Regions from separate parts of the Sus scrofa genome. Here region 1 is linked to region 2. The links are chromatin contacts, called in public Hi-C maps. All regions are on one chromosome and are shown on one strand. The core of a region is the stretch at or near the end of the contact, and the rest is flanking DNA. Distances in the headings are between cores, read along the strand shown. Region 1 holds the start of NABP1 (nucleic acid binding protein 1). Region 2 holds the start of LOC102166743.

Region 1 (3,303 bases), core at 518-3,017, 420 kb after region 2:
GCCTAGATTCAAAACCCAGCTTGTCCTTCTCTGGCTATGTGGTCTCTGGTGAATTTTATTTACCGTCTGTAAAATGGAGATAAAAGTTAGCAGTCACAACAGGATTGATGAAATGAATAAGTAATCACATCTTAAGCTATTATTGTTTCCTTTTCTTTAATCATAGAAACTAGGCGAGGGGAAATATTTATTGAGTACCTACTATTTGCTAGGGACTAGCTGGACAATTTATGAGCCCATGTAATCCTCTGTAAGTAAGGTAGGAATCCTTTTATTTTTGTATGATTAAATTATGACTAGAAAATGTAATCAACTGTCCTAAAGGTCACATAGCTAGTAAATAGTTCAAGCCCAGGTTTGTTTCTAAACTACATGCGTTTCTCACTACACCACATAAATAAAACTTTCCCCCACCTCAGCTTATGTTTCAGGGTTTCCCACTGTTGTTATATGATTGTTTCGGATGTACAAAAACAAATACAAAACTTGATAGCTCATGAAAAAAACAGGGAGGAAATGTAAATGCACATTTCTAAGTGAAAAAAGCCATTATGAAAGGCTACATACTGTATGATTTCAACTATGTGACATACTGGAAAATGAAGCCTAAAAATATTAGTGGTTGCCAAGGATGAGGGGTAAGGGAAGGATGAATAGGTGGCGCACAAGATTTTTAGGGCAATGAAACTACTCTGTATAATACTATTAATTTTGCATACGTATCATTATACATTTGTCCAAAACCATAAAATGTACAATACCAAGAACAAACCCTAAGGTAAACTAAGGATTTTGCATAATAATATGTTAATGTTGTTCATCAACTGTAACAAACATACCACTCTGGGGGAGACATTGATAATGGGAAGAGGTCACGCATGTGTGGGGATAGAGAGCATATGGGAAATTTCTGTACCTTCCTCTCTTAGTTTTGCTGTAGACATAAAACTGCTCTAAAAACAGACTATTAATAAAATGAACGTAGAGAAGAAAAGCAAAATGGGGAGTGTAATCTGAGAGGAGCAAGAAAAAATAGTTAAGTTTGCAAAGGAATTTAACTTCTTGTTTATCTGCCTAGTATTACAGAGTGAAAAGCACCAAGGCTAGGTCACTTGTGTTTGTGTCCTGCTTGCTCATAAAGTTGCTGAGTGACCTTCAGCAAGCCACCTCACAGTTCCTGCTCTCAATAAGCTTAAAATGAGGCAGTAGAGTGGAACTCTTTTGCCCTCTGGTCTTAAAATTCCAGCCTCGCTGCTAAGGACCCATCCCTACCTTTTATTTTCTTTCAACCAGACCAGCCACACTTGCTTGAACCTTGTTCTTCCTCTCCTGCATACTTTTTGACGTACCCACTGCGTTCTAAAACACAGCAACCGTTCTCCTTGACCGCGAAACTAAAAAGCAGGGGCGAAGGACTGAAATCTGAGGGACAATATGCAAGAAAACCAGAAACTGGACAGTGAGTAGTAGAAGCCTGAAAAAGGAAGACTAGGCAGGGCAAAATAGACGCCGCGCGGCGACGGCGGAAGCAGGAGGAGAATGGGTCGGAGTTCAGAGCCGATTGGACGGCTGAGAGGGCGGGGTCCGCACTGACAGCCCAGGGGAGGAGCTAAGGAGGCTGAGCGGGCGTCGTCTGCTTGTTTCCGCCCCTTGGCTGCCCCTTTCCAGAGCCTAGAGGGCGGAGCGTCGGGCGTGCCCGACGCCGTGTGTCGTAACAAGGGGGCGGGGCGACGCGGGGGTCCAGCCGGTGCGCGGGCGCATTCTGCAGTCGCTGTTTGGGACGCTGGGTGCGCGGAAGCTTGGTCTCTGCTCTGGCTTCGCAGTCAAAGCCTGTTCCCTCCCTGGAGCTCGGGACAGGCTGGGCACGCGCCCCTGTGTGTGTGTGTGTATGTGTGTGTGTGTGTGTGAGAGGACTCAGGGCAGAGGCATCTTCTCGCTGCCTTTTTTTCTTCCTTTTATCCAAAGAAGGGGCAGTTCTCACGCTTGCCTTCCTGTCGCCTGGTTGGGAGCGGGGTCGGGGTGCGGAGTGGTTCGTGTTTTTTTCTTTTAAACTTGTCAGCGCTTTTTTCCCCCAGTTTTTTTCGGCTCAGTGTCTTCTGAGCTGGTTTCCTCCGTCCCTGACTAACCTCTTTCTGCCCCTTCTCTTGCCATCCTCGCCCAAGGTCGCCCCTCCGCCCTCGCACCTGGCCCAGGGGGGTGGTGGGAAGCTTTGTCCGGCTCCCTGCCCACTCGAGTCTCCGCATCGTAGCCGCACCTGCCTCATTATGAACGGGGTCAACGACCCCCCTCTTTTTATAAAAGATATTAAGCCCGGACTGAAAAACTTAAATGTCGTCTTTATTGTCTTGGAGATAGGTAAGTGGGGTCCACAGCCCACACCGCCGCCCGCAGTGCGTCCCGGGGCCAGAGGGAAGGGCGCTGCCGCCGCTAGCCGGGGGCTCCCCTCCCCCTTCCCTACCTTCTCTCTCCCCTCCCCCATCCACGTGGCTCCGTTGGCCCCTGCTGGGGCTGTAGCCTACCTGCGGGCGAGAACCCGGGGCTCGATCTCTTCCCACCTTTCAGACGCCTTTTGATCCCGGAGGAGGAGTTAGCTTTTTGGAAGTACTCATTTTCTAATACACCCCTCCCCCTTTTGATTTTTTAAATCCCCACAGGACGCGTGACCAAAACCAAAGACGGCCATGAAGTGAGATCATGCAAAGTAGCAGATAAAACGGGCAGCATCACTATTTCCGTGTGGGATGAAATCGGAGGTCTCATTCAGCCGGGGGATATTATTCGGTTGACCAGAGGGTAGGTGTTCATAAAGGGGTTGGGGAAGGGGTTGAGAGTGTCTCCTAAGTAGAAGTCTGGGAAATCGAAATTGACTGACGCCCAGGACCGTGGCAAGTTCTAAAGTTTCGTGTTGTTTTTCCTCGGGGCCACTCCGAGAAGTTTTGAGCCCCCTTCGATGTTAACCTCAGTTGGTGGACAGCATTGGTTTGTAACACCTAAGCCTTTAAAAGCAATTTCAACTGAGAATCTAAACAACCCCACCCTCAGTTTACAGATTTTTAAATACTGTTCAGGGATTATTGAGTCTTTTTAATAGATTGTTAAAAATCAAGTTAATACAGCTGTCACTTAGTTTTTTCCAACCTTTTTTCCCTTTTAATGACTTGATGTCTTGCCAGTATTTTATTTGTACTCATTTAGACAGTGTGGATGTAAATTGAGGTTGTAGTTGGAGAATTTAGCAGTTTTGTGGTGTATCGAATTTGTACATGGATGTGAAAGAGGAGAGGTTTACAGTATCTGTAAGGC
Region 2 (3,215 bases), core at 384-2,883:
TCAATTCTCAACTAATAAACATTTTTAAAACCTTAATATAAATGTGTAAACATCTCTCTCTTTGATTACATAGTATATCGTACTTTATTTTAGTAGCTTACTGCTTAGGGGAGCTTCTGAATTTTTAATATTCCCAAAATACTTTTTCTGAACCACGAGTACAAAGGCGTTATTAAAGATGCATTGTTGGGTGATGCATATTTTTGTTTTACTACGTAGTTTTTTTACTTTGTAATTTTTTGCTTTCACAACTAAATGAATTTGTTAAAACAGCCTGTGCCATTTTGCACCTAGTCATGTATTTGTAAACACAGAGAAAACATTCACACGTGCCTTGATGCCTTTACTGATGATGATCCTGCTGGTTTTATGCATTTCCCTTGGTGCCTTGTATGGTTAGACACTTGATACATTTTTTAAGGTCAGAATAAGGAGAACTGCTTTCCTTTACCTCTGAGTGTGTGTCATTGGAAAAGATTCTTGTGGACTGGCATTTTTGGTTTTTAACATTCTTTGTAACCAGATCCAGGATGCATTCTCACCCCAAAATGAGGAGAGTCATTCTTTCCAGAGTTGGAGCTTTTTGCTTTAGTCAGTAATGATGGAAGCTGGGACAGAATCTTAGGAGATGGTATATTGGACCCCCTTTGTGGGGAAACTGAGGCTCAGAGTTGGTAGTGTGCCCAGGCTCTCTCTCCCTGTGCTCTAGCTTCTGAGGTGAGTCTGAAGCTTGAAACTTGTGTGGTTTTTTTCTGGAGCCACTGTGATGAATTCATTCCAGCCACTGTGGTCTGTTGTAGAATGCAACGGCTGACGCTCTTGAGAGAAGTAACTTGCTTCCTTAACCCAAAGAGTGCACTAAATTCATTTCCCTCCATTGTCACTGAAAAGAGCCTGAACAATTGGGCCTTTTTTAAAGAAAGCAGTTCTGTTCATGCCTACCCCAGACTATTTTATGTGAGCGTCTTTGTTCAGCCAAATATCTTCAAACACCAATTTATAGGGACCCCGAAACTGATGGGTATAAGAAACCCCATGTGCATGGCTCCCAGGTGCAAATCTCTGTAGTTTGAAGTTTAAGGGAGCACTTTGAGTGCTTGGATGGTCTGATCAAGTATAAACAGAACAAAGAATGAATATCCAAGCCATGCAAGCAGAGGAAGGAAACAAGGACAGGAGAACTTGGGTGAGGCTATTAGCATATTAGACACAACTGGGACCCTCTGATTAACAAGCCAGTTCACTTGGAAGGAAAGTTGGGTTTCCCCAGGTGACCATATTCAATTTAATAACCCCTGGTCGTATTTGGTGTCCATGCCTCGGCCAGGAACCAGTCAGAGCTGTCAGGTGTGCCCATTGTATGCGAGCCGTTTTATGTTCACCTGGGGGTTCCAGGGTCTCAGGTTTGCCAATCTAAACACATTGGACTTCTTGGAATTTTTTTCTAATCTGCCTTGAGGGAACAAATTGAGAAGCCTATGGGTTATAATTAGCACGTGCCAGTGCAGCTGAGTTTGTGTTTCTGGCTATAACAGTGGTTTATAGTTTTTGGCTACCTTGTCCCACAGGAACTCATAGGCCTTTTCAGACGTTAGCTCATTAATTCTCCTAACATCCAGTGAGTAGGACGGCATGACCATAGGTTCCCCCTAAAGCCAGGACTGCTTGCCCTCCATTCTAGACCTTCTAGGATTTTTGGCTGGCGAGGGGGTGCCATGCTGGGGAAGGGACCAGAGGGGAAGGGCTGGGGGTGGCTTTCAGATCCAGTCTAGGGGGTGGGTGCCATTCTCTGAAGTTGCCCTGCCCTTTGGTGGTTGTTCCTGCCCTGACTCTGCAGAGCTTCCTCCGGGAAGTGACAGTGGGGACAGTGATGTTGACCGCATTCCTCCTCAGGGTACTGACCGCCACGGGAAGTCTGTTGCGGTCAGTAACAGTTCTCGAGGTTATTTGCCTGGACACCCCGGCCAGAAGGCCAGCTAGGCAGCATGGCAGAGTAGGGCGTTCTCGTCAGGATCAAAGGGAGTGTTGGCAAGGGAGGGGACTAGAGTCTGGTGAGAGCCTCTTGGGAATTGGGCTTTGCTTTCTCAAAAGAGAACATGGAGTGGATGTTGTTATCCCTGAATTTTTACTTATTTATTTGCTTTTTAGGGCTGCACCTGCGGCACATGGAAGTTCCCAGGCTAGGGGTCAAATCGGAGCTAGAGCTGCCGGCCTACACCACAGACACAGCAACACAGGATCCGAGCCGCGTCTGCGACCTACACCACAGCTTATGGCAGCACTGGATCCTTAACCCCCTGAGTGAGGCCAGGGTTTGAACCCGCATCCTCATGGTTCCTAGTTGGATTTGTTTCTGCTGTGCCACGACGGGAACTCCAATCCCTGAATTTTTAGATCATAGCAAATTCCAGAAGTGAATTTCCTGTGATTCAAAGCCTGTGTAGTTCCGTGATGGGGTAGATCAAGAGGGAATTGTCAGTCTTAGTAAACTCTTGCTTCAGAACTTCTGTAGAAAGTTACTCTTTCCAGGTAAAGCGTCTCTAAAACACCGGGGTGTTGTGAAGTTTGGTGACTCAGAACTTAGATTAAAGAGTGTGTGGTATTATAGTAAGTGGGAAAGCCCACCCTCAGACCAGTTAGGAAAGCTTCCTCCTCACCCTTGCTCTTCCAGAAACCCAGATGTGCAACACCTCCTGGTTCCATTTCTCTTTATGTTGAAAGGAGGTTGTGCCTGGGATCCTAAGGAATTCTGCTCATACACCAGAAGAGATCCTTTGTAGTTTGTAATCCAAAACCTTCTGTGTTGTCATGGCAGCCAGCTATTTTTGACTCAAAAAATCCTTCTAATTAGTCTAGATAATCGTCATTTCCACTGTTAGAAAAAACTTTTTTTTAATCCATCACTTAGTGAACTGTAACTTTATCTAGATGCTGCCTTTTAAATCCTTAATACCTGGACTGTGCCCAGGGTTGAGATTAGCCCAGCTCCTGGTTGATGACTTTGACAAGCCAGGCTTTCTATACCCAGACAGAAACAAACCTTGATATTGACGCTGGGTAGTTCCTGGCCCATCTCTGCCTATTGAGAGGTACCTTCTGGGGTGTGAACTCTTAGATACTCAGAATGTTGTATTAATTGCCTTTCCTATTCACAGAGCTTTTTGAGACTGGAGTCTGGCTTTATGGTTTACAGGCTTCCATATGCTTTTAGCTGT

What was found. Hi-C and Micro-C count contacts between places; a contact is called where the count stands out from the background.
Region 1: a Hi-C map of liver shows a contact between it and region 2, with 3 times the contacts expected there. The contact joins the promoter of NABP1 here to the promoter of LOC102166743 in region 2. A contact is called at or near these places in 2 of 47 Hi-C or Micro-C datasets (heart right ventricle and liver).

The regions. Positions count from the first base shown.
Region 1 is chr15:96,312,117-96,315,419 of Sscrofa11.1, forward strand. It overlaps NABP1 (nucleic acid binding protein 1), which reads left to right and starts at 1,768. Exons shown (of 6, transcript NM_001244491.1): 1 at 1,768-2,355; 2 at 2,655-2,793. The coding sequence starts at 2,265. LOC100516649 (a long non-coding RNA gene) reads right to left here and starts at 1,633. Exons shown (of 4, transcript XR_002339369.1): 1 at 1,273-1,633; 2 at 1-66.
Region 2 is chr15:95,895,074-95,898,288 of Sscrofa11.1, forward strand. LOC102166743 reads right to left here and starts at 1,634. Exons shown (of 5, transcript XM_021074733.1): 1 at 1,557-1,634. The coding sequence starts at 1,634. All of the region lies in intron 1 of MYO1B (unconventional myosin-Ib), which reads left to right.